Linked DNA regions of Hordeum vulgare: region 1 is linked to region 2. The links are chromatin contacts, called in public Hi-C maps. All regions are on one chromosome and are shown on one strand. Each heading gives the region's core, a stretch centred on a gene start, on an enhancer-like site or on the middle of the called end of the contact. The rest is flanking DNA. Distances are from core to core; before and after follow the strand shown.

The links. Hi-C and Micro-C count contacts between places; a contact is called where the count stands out from the background.
Region 1: a Hi-C map of seedling shows a contact between it and region 2, with 1.6 times the contacts expected there. The contact joins the promoter of LOC123451089 here to the promoter of LOC123451077 in region 2. A contact is called at or near these places in 1 of 6 Hi-C or Micro-C datasets (seedling) and 1 of 1 datasets of contacts at active chromatin or transcription factors (embryo).

Annotation. Positions count from the first base shown.
Region 1 is chr1H:505,042,936-505,046,338 of MorexV3_pseudomolecules_assembly, reverse strand. LOC123451089 (transcription factor WRKY19-like) reads right to left here and starts at 2,120. Exons shown (of 1, transcript XM_045128103.1): 1 at 613-2,120. The coding sequence starts at 1,506. The coding sequence ends at 742. LOC123451111 reads left to right here. Exons shown (of 2, transcript XM_045128136.1): 2 at 223-596. The coding sequence ends at 407.
Region 2 is chr1H:504,902,292-504,905,214 of MorexV3_pseudomolecules_assembly, reverse strand. LOC123451077 (protein WHAT'S THIS FACTOR 1 homolog, chloroplastic) reads right to left here and starts at 1,416. Exons shown (of 1, transcript XM_045128092.1): 1 at 1-1,416. The coding sequence starts at 1,397.

The sequences.
Region 1 (3,403 bases), core at 871-3,370, 140 kb before region 2:
TTTCCACTATTTAGCTAGCTAGCAGAAAATTACCTCATCTCATGTCATTAATTATTTCCCTTTTGTTTCATGCACATTGCACGGGCATTTTATCCCCGGAGCAGTACCTGCTGGGATATATGGTAATTGCATAATATCACTAAGTTTTCAGTGAATCTTAGTACATACCTTTTCTGTATCCATACAACAAGTATTTACCGACACATCACCATCCTCTTTCAGCCAAAGTTCATTACGGGACCTCGCTGTCAAATGTGGACCTGCTGCACGGGACGGCGGAATCCCTCCTCACACTCACCAATCTGTTCATCGTGCTTGGGCTGAGGGGAGCCCTGAGGAACTTGGATAAAGCAGAGGAGAGCAGCCCTGAAGCTCCTCGGGACAGCAAGGAGAAGAGTTCAGTATAGGTGCTTGTAAATTGTTGGAAAACCTCTGTTTTTTAGTGTGTGTAGTGATGCTGATGACATTGTACTGTAGTGAGTGTACATTTCTTCTGCTCAACTAGTTGCTGCTGTAATAAGCTGCACATGTTGGCTTTGTGCATTTGCTGATCCGTAATATACTGGAGCTATGGAGCTGCTGCAGTTCAGAGTTTTTGTAGAACAATTTGAGTTTCAGGTCAGTGTATAGCCACCACCAGTGATGATACTGTATAGATATAGCTTCCATTGTGATACATGATCAGGAACCTGAATCTAAACACTGGCTCAAATACAGTAGGATGCTGGCCGCTGCGCCTGCCTACAGGTTCTGAACCTCCGGTTCGAAAAACCCTGGCGTGTTCCAGAACAGCTCGTCGAACTCCATGTCAGCCCCGAGGCCGCCGCCGGCAGCGTAGCCGTAGCCGCCGGTAAGCTGGCACCAGGAGCTCGCCGGCGTGTAGCAGCCGGCCGGCGAGGAAGGAAAGGAGGGCGGCGTCATGGGCTCCGCCGGCCACTGGATCCCTTGTGGCGCCGCAGGCGGCGAGCTCTGCTGCTGCTGCTCCAGGCCGAAGGCGGCAGGAGGCTGGTGCTCCGGGCCGGCCAGGGCCGCGGCGGCCTGGGCGCAGGTGTGCGCGCCGTGGTAGACGACGTCGAAGAGCAGCGGGTCGGCGTGGGCGCGCTGCACCTGCTTGGTGGCCTGGCAGCCCTGCGAGTGCCGGTGCGTGCACCGGAAGTATGCTCTGGGGTACGTGGCGCCCAGGATGTCCTTCTGGCCGTACTTGCGCCAGCTGAGCCCGTCGTCGAGGGGGCCGAGGTCATGCATCGACGCCACCCGGACCTGCGCCCGCACTGCCGCCGCATTCCTGCCGCTCCTGAGCCGGCCGTTCACGCACGCCCTGCCGCCGGCATTGCCTCCGCTCCCGGCGAGGCGCACGGCCCGGTCGACGGACGCGGCCAGCTCGGCGCAGAGCTCCCTCGCCGCGCCGGGCGCGCCCTGGTCGCCGTCGACGCGCGCTTCCAGCTCCCTCGCCATGGCCAGCAGCCCGTCCAGCTCCGACGCCAGCGTCGCCGTCGTGCCCTCCATGCCCGGCCGGCACACCAAGTCTAGCTAGTCGATCAGCGGCAAGCTTCTCATGAGACGAGAACGAGAGCGTGCCCGTGCTTGCTCGGCGGGCGTTCCTTTTGTTGTGATGATGATGATGAGCTTGGTGGTGACTGGTGGCAGCGGGAGGAGGAGGAGGCTTTATAGGGCCGCCGGACCCAAGCACTGTTCATGGCGGAATAGTAAAAAATCATGAGGTTGGTTTGACTGAAGACCGGAGAAAAGCGCGAGACTTTGAATCGGGGAAGGAAGAACCACGTCACGCTCGGACCGCCGGTCCTAGTCTCCTCTCCCTTTTGGTCCAGGGCATGGCCACCACCAATCCACCATGCATGGCGCCATGAATATACATACATACACACGCTCTCTGCCTCTGCTCCTAGTTAATCACGTCCAACTACTCCGGCCTGTGAAGTGGCCGGCCGCAATAACCAGCGGCGTCGTTCTCGCCACGTTTGGACCGATCTACGCTGGCGCGGGCGAGCGGGGATGGTAGTGACCAGTGAGTGGCATGTGAAGTTCACCGCGCTTTTCCTGGAAGTTTCGCCGCCGGTGCGGTCCATGGGCAGACAGTAACCGCGGAGGGAGAAAACCGGCTGGCGTTGCGCCGCGCCGGTACGTGGCTTGGTGGCGTCACCTCCTCGGCGGGCGTGCGGTCGATCTGCGCCGCGGCAAGGCGGAGGAAGGAAGGTGCCCGGAAGGCGGCGCGCGGTCGCGGTTGGTTGCCGGGAAGTGAGCAGTGAAAGTGAGAAGCTTTTTTTAGGCTGGTGTAGAGCCAACCTGGGCCAGGGGCATGATCGATCCACGTGTAGCAGACCAAGGCGAGGACATGGCGTGACCCGCAGACAAAGGGCGCAATCAGCAGCGAGTCCGTGTGGTTTTCTTTCCCCGTTTGTTGCGTATGTGCAGGCCACAGCCGGATGGATCGGTTGAACGAGAGAGAGGGGTAACCGGCCGGCCCTAGCCTCATATAGGGAGCAGCGTCGTCGTCGTCCAGCTAGCGAGTCACGTCCATCTGCTTTCACACGGCGTATGCCCGGAATCGTCACCGGTTTCTACATGGACACGACCCGACCCCGGACGGATGCGCTGGGCTGTGAGACTTGGTTCAAAACACCAAATCAAATTTCCGGACGGATGCGCTGTACTGTGTTAAGAAAACGGGTTTGCTATTTTTCAGTCTGAGTGTTTCTCAGTTGGCCATCACTCAAATCTTTGCCCGCCCGTCCGTTCTCGCACGGAGATTCACCCTCGGTCCTGCCCTTTCCGGTTTGGTTTTCGGGTTGGATTAGCGTTGCAGAACATGGATTTGAGGGTTTAGTTCTAGAGACATGGTTATGATATCATCTACAATCGAAACTTATAAATTCGGCCCCTCAAACATTCACAGACAGACACGATCGGACGTGTTCGTTTTAAATCCCTACTTTTTCATCCATACAGCCTTATTTTTTTATATTTTTCTCATATGTCTCATCACTTGCACGTGATTGGTAAAGAAGAAGAAAGAAAAAAATGTTTTAAATGGGATCGCATCCTACGTGACGGACTGATCGAGCGTGTCCGGATGCATCCACGAACCCTCGTATCTGTTAGGAATTAATTAAATGCATTAATTAAGGGATAATCGTTGCTTTAGTTTAGCAACTGCTCCTTGTAACCGCCTTTGTACACGGATATATATACCCACATCTTCAATCAATGAGTTCACGATTCCATCATTTGTGTTCTCTTTCGTTATTTGAGATGGACATGAGAGGTGTCGGTCAATCCAGATGTTTGAGGTAGATATGAGAAATCCGGTTGGGTCGATTTTTTTATTGTTAAGGATTAATTTAATCCTAATAATCAATGCTTAAGTCAGTTGTTTAGGTCGGTT
Region 2 (2,923 bases), core at 167-2,666:
GGCGAGCCATCACTCTCGCCAACCCAGCCATCACCCCAGCGGTAGCCGCTGTTGTCAGATTTGCCACCAAGTTCCCCAATCAAGTCTTCCATGTCTGAGAAATCATCGTCTTCTTCATCTTCCATGTCGCTTCCTTCATTATACCTTTGTGCAGAGCCATTGCCTCCTTCAGTCTCCTCACCAGTCCTAGGCCCACCTCGTCGAGGGAAGCGTGGAACCGCGACAAGAGCCCTCATCTTCTCCTTAAGCAGCACGAGATGGCTCTTCTCGATAAGCTGCGAGTTCTTGTACGCCTCACGGAGGAACACCGAGTCTCTATCTCCCTTGAGTGACACATAGAACATGTCAGGGTGCCGGATGAGCATCCCCCGCAGAGACTGCGAGAACCGGAACTCCTCCCGGAAGTGTGTCAGGTGGTCAACCAGCGTGCGCTTCTCAAGTGTGAGGCTTAGAATCTCATGAACCACCCCACAGGCATGCTTCTCCTTCTCAGGGGACCCCGACGGCAGGTGTGAGAAGTCGGCGTACGGCGAAATGTAGGGCATTTCTCTGAATTTCTCGATCCTCCGCCCCTCTCCCCGCGACACCTTCAGCCCCTTGGGCAGCTTCACCCTGTTGAACCTGAGCGGCCGGTCAATTATCAAATTCCTCTCCTCGGCCTCCCTGGCCCGATTATCCTCCTCGGCGAGCTCGGCGGCGGACACGGCCAGCTCGGGGTCCCATTCGGTGAGCTCCAGCGCGGGCCCTCTGTCCATCCTGACGACGCGGAAGTAGTGCGGGTACCTGAGGCAGATGGTGTCGTGGAAGTTGGAGGGCAGACCGAGGTCGTTCTTGAGGTGCGCGATCCGCTCGATGAGGATGCGGCGGTCGAGCGACATCATGAGCAGCTTGCGGAGCTTGGCGACGGCGAGGCCCTCGGACTCGTTGCGGAGGTAGAGCTCGTCGAGGTAGAGGCGCTCGGCGGCGGGGGTGAGGCGGAAGCGGAGCGAGTAGACGCCCTCCTCGACGATCTCGAAGACGCCAGGGAAGCGCTTGAGGAGCGCGATGAGGCGGCGCTTGCGGGTGAGCCCGAGGTCGCGGCGGAAGCGGCCGAGGTCGCGGAGGCTCATGACGCGGTCGGGGCTGGAGACGAGGATGTTGCGCAGCTTGAGCACCAGCTTCAGCTTCTTGTCCCGCTGGATCACGTTGTCGAAAGGCACCTCCTTGCGGCGCTTCACGGCGGCCGCCTGCGCCACGACGGCCAGACGGGGGCGGGTGCGCAGGGAAGGGGGCGGCGGGGCGGCGGCCAGCGGGTGGAGCGGGAGGGAGGCGCCGAGGAATAGGGATTTGGGGGGTGGTGGGTGGTGGGGAGTGGTGGGCGGGGAGGGGAAGGAGAGGAGCAGCAGCTTGGCCTCCATTTTTGCGGCTCAGGTGAGCTCCGCCGCGGCGGTGGGGAGAAGGGGGTGTGGGGATAAACCTCCCGTAGCGAGTGGATATTTTTGGGGGGTTATGGGTGATATTTTGCTGGCGGCCTGATGGGCTAGTCTGTGGGCCTGGCTTCATTGGGCTCAAATAAAGCCCGAATAAGGCTTATGCTGATGGGCTATTCAATGTCCACTTCCTCCTAGTCAGCCAGCCCAGTTATTTTAATGGAATCTTCTAGAAAAAAGAGTTATTTGAATGAAAATGTTGGTGATCCTTCCCACTCCTACCTTGAGCATTTCTTCATCTCCTGAAAATTTCTTTAGAATACAATTTAGAAGTTATGTGAATATCGGTAAACCATCAAGTGTGCTCACAGAAATGCTCCCTTTTCAAAAACTAATATTAAAAAAAAAACAATACTACTCCCTTCGTCTCAAAATTCTGGTCTTACATTTGTTTAGATATGAATGTATCTAGTCACATTTTAGTATTTAGATACATCCATTTCTAGACAAACCTAAGAAGAGAATTTTAAGACGGAGGGAGTACATGCTAGTTAATATATATATTTCCACATTTCATGAAAAAACCCATTATTTTTTGGGGTTCTGCAAAAATAACAAACCGAAACATTGTTCAAAACAAGATTTGATATTCTAGCTCCCCACTTTTGTTTTTCTCACCCAAACCATAAATGAAAGTATGTGTCCATTTTTTTTACAATTTCATGGCTCACCTGAATATGCACGAGCCATATTTTTATAAAAAACATCTCAACTAAGTTTTAAATTTTCTAGATTGAAGGGAGCATCAATGTGCTTCCCACAATACAAAACCCACCCTTTGTGAACACCAGCAAATGGCACATGAAAACACATTTTATTCCTTGATAGACAAAGAAGAGGGGAAAACCCAGACTTATGATCAATACATAGTATTTAGTTTATAAAATATCAAATAGGTATTGGCGCATGAAACACGGTTTCACGGCGGCCGACTGCGCCACCACTAAGGATGGCAATTTTACGAATGAGAATGGGTACCCAACCCATATGGGTACAGTACGGGCACAAATTTGTGCCTATCGGCAGTGCCCAAACCCTACCCCTTCGCACTCCTACCTTGAGCATTATTCACCCTGTAAAAAAATTCTTAGAAGTAAAAAAGTAAAAAGAAGACAATTTCTTCAGAATACAATTTAGAAAGTGTGTGAATATCGGTAAACCACGCCATTAAAAAAATCTAATGTACAAAAAAATACTACATGCTAATGAATCAGAATTGTTTACAAATTTCATGAAAACCGCATTATATTTCCAAGTTGTGAAAAGGTAACAAAACCAAAACACTTTTCAAAAGAATATTTGCTATGCTAGCTTTGAACTGTTATTTTTCTCACCCAAACCGCTGATGAAAGAATTTTTCCACAAAATTTTACAATCACGTGGTTCACTGAATATCTATGGACCATATTTTTATTAAAAATTATCTCAAATGAGTTTTAAACTTTCTAAAATGA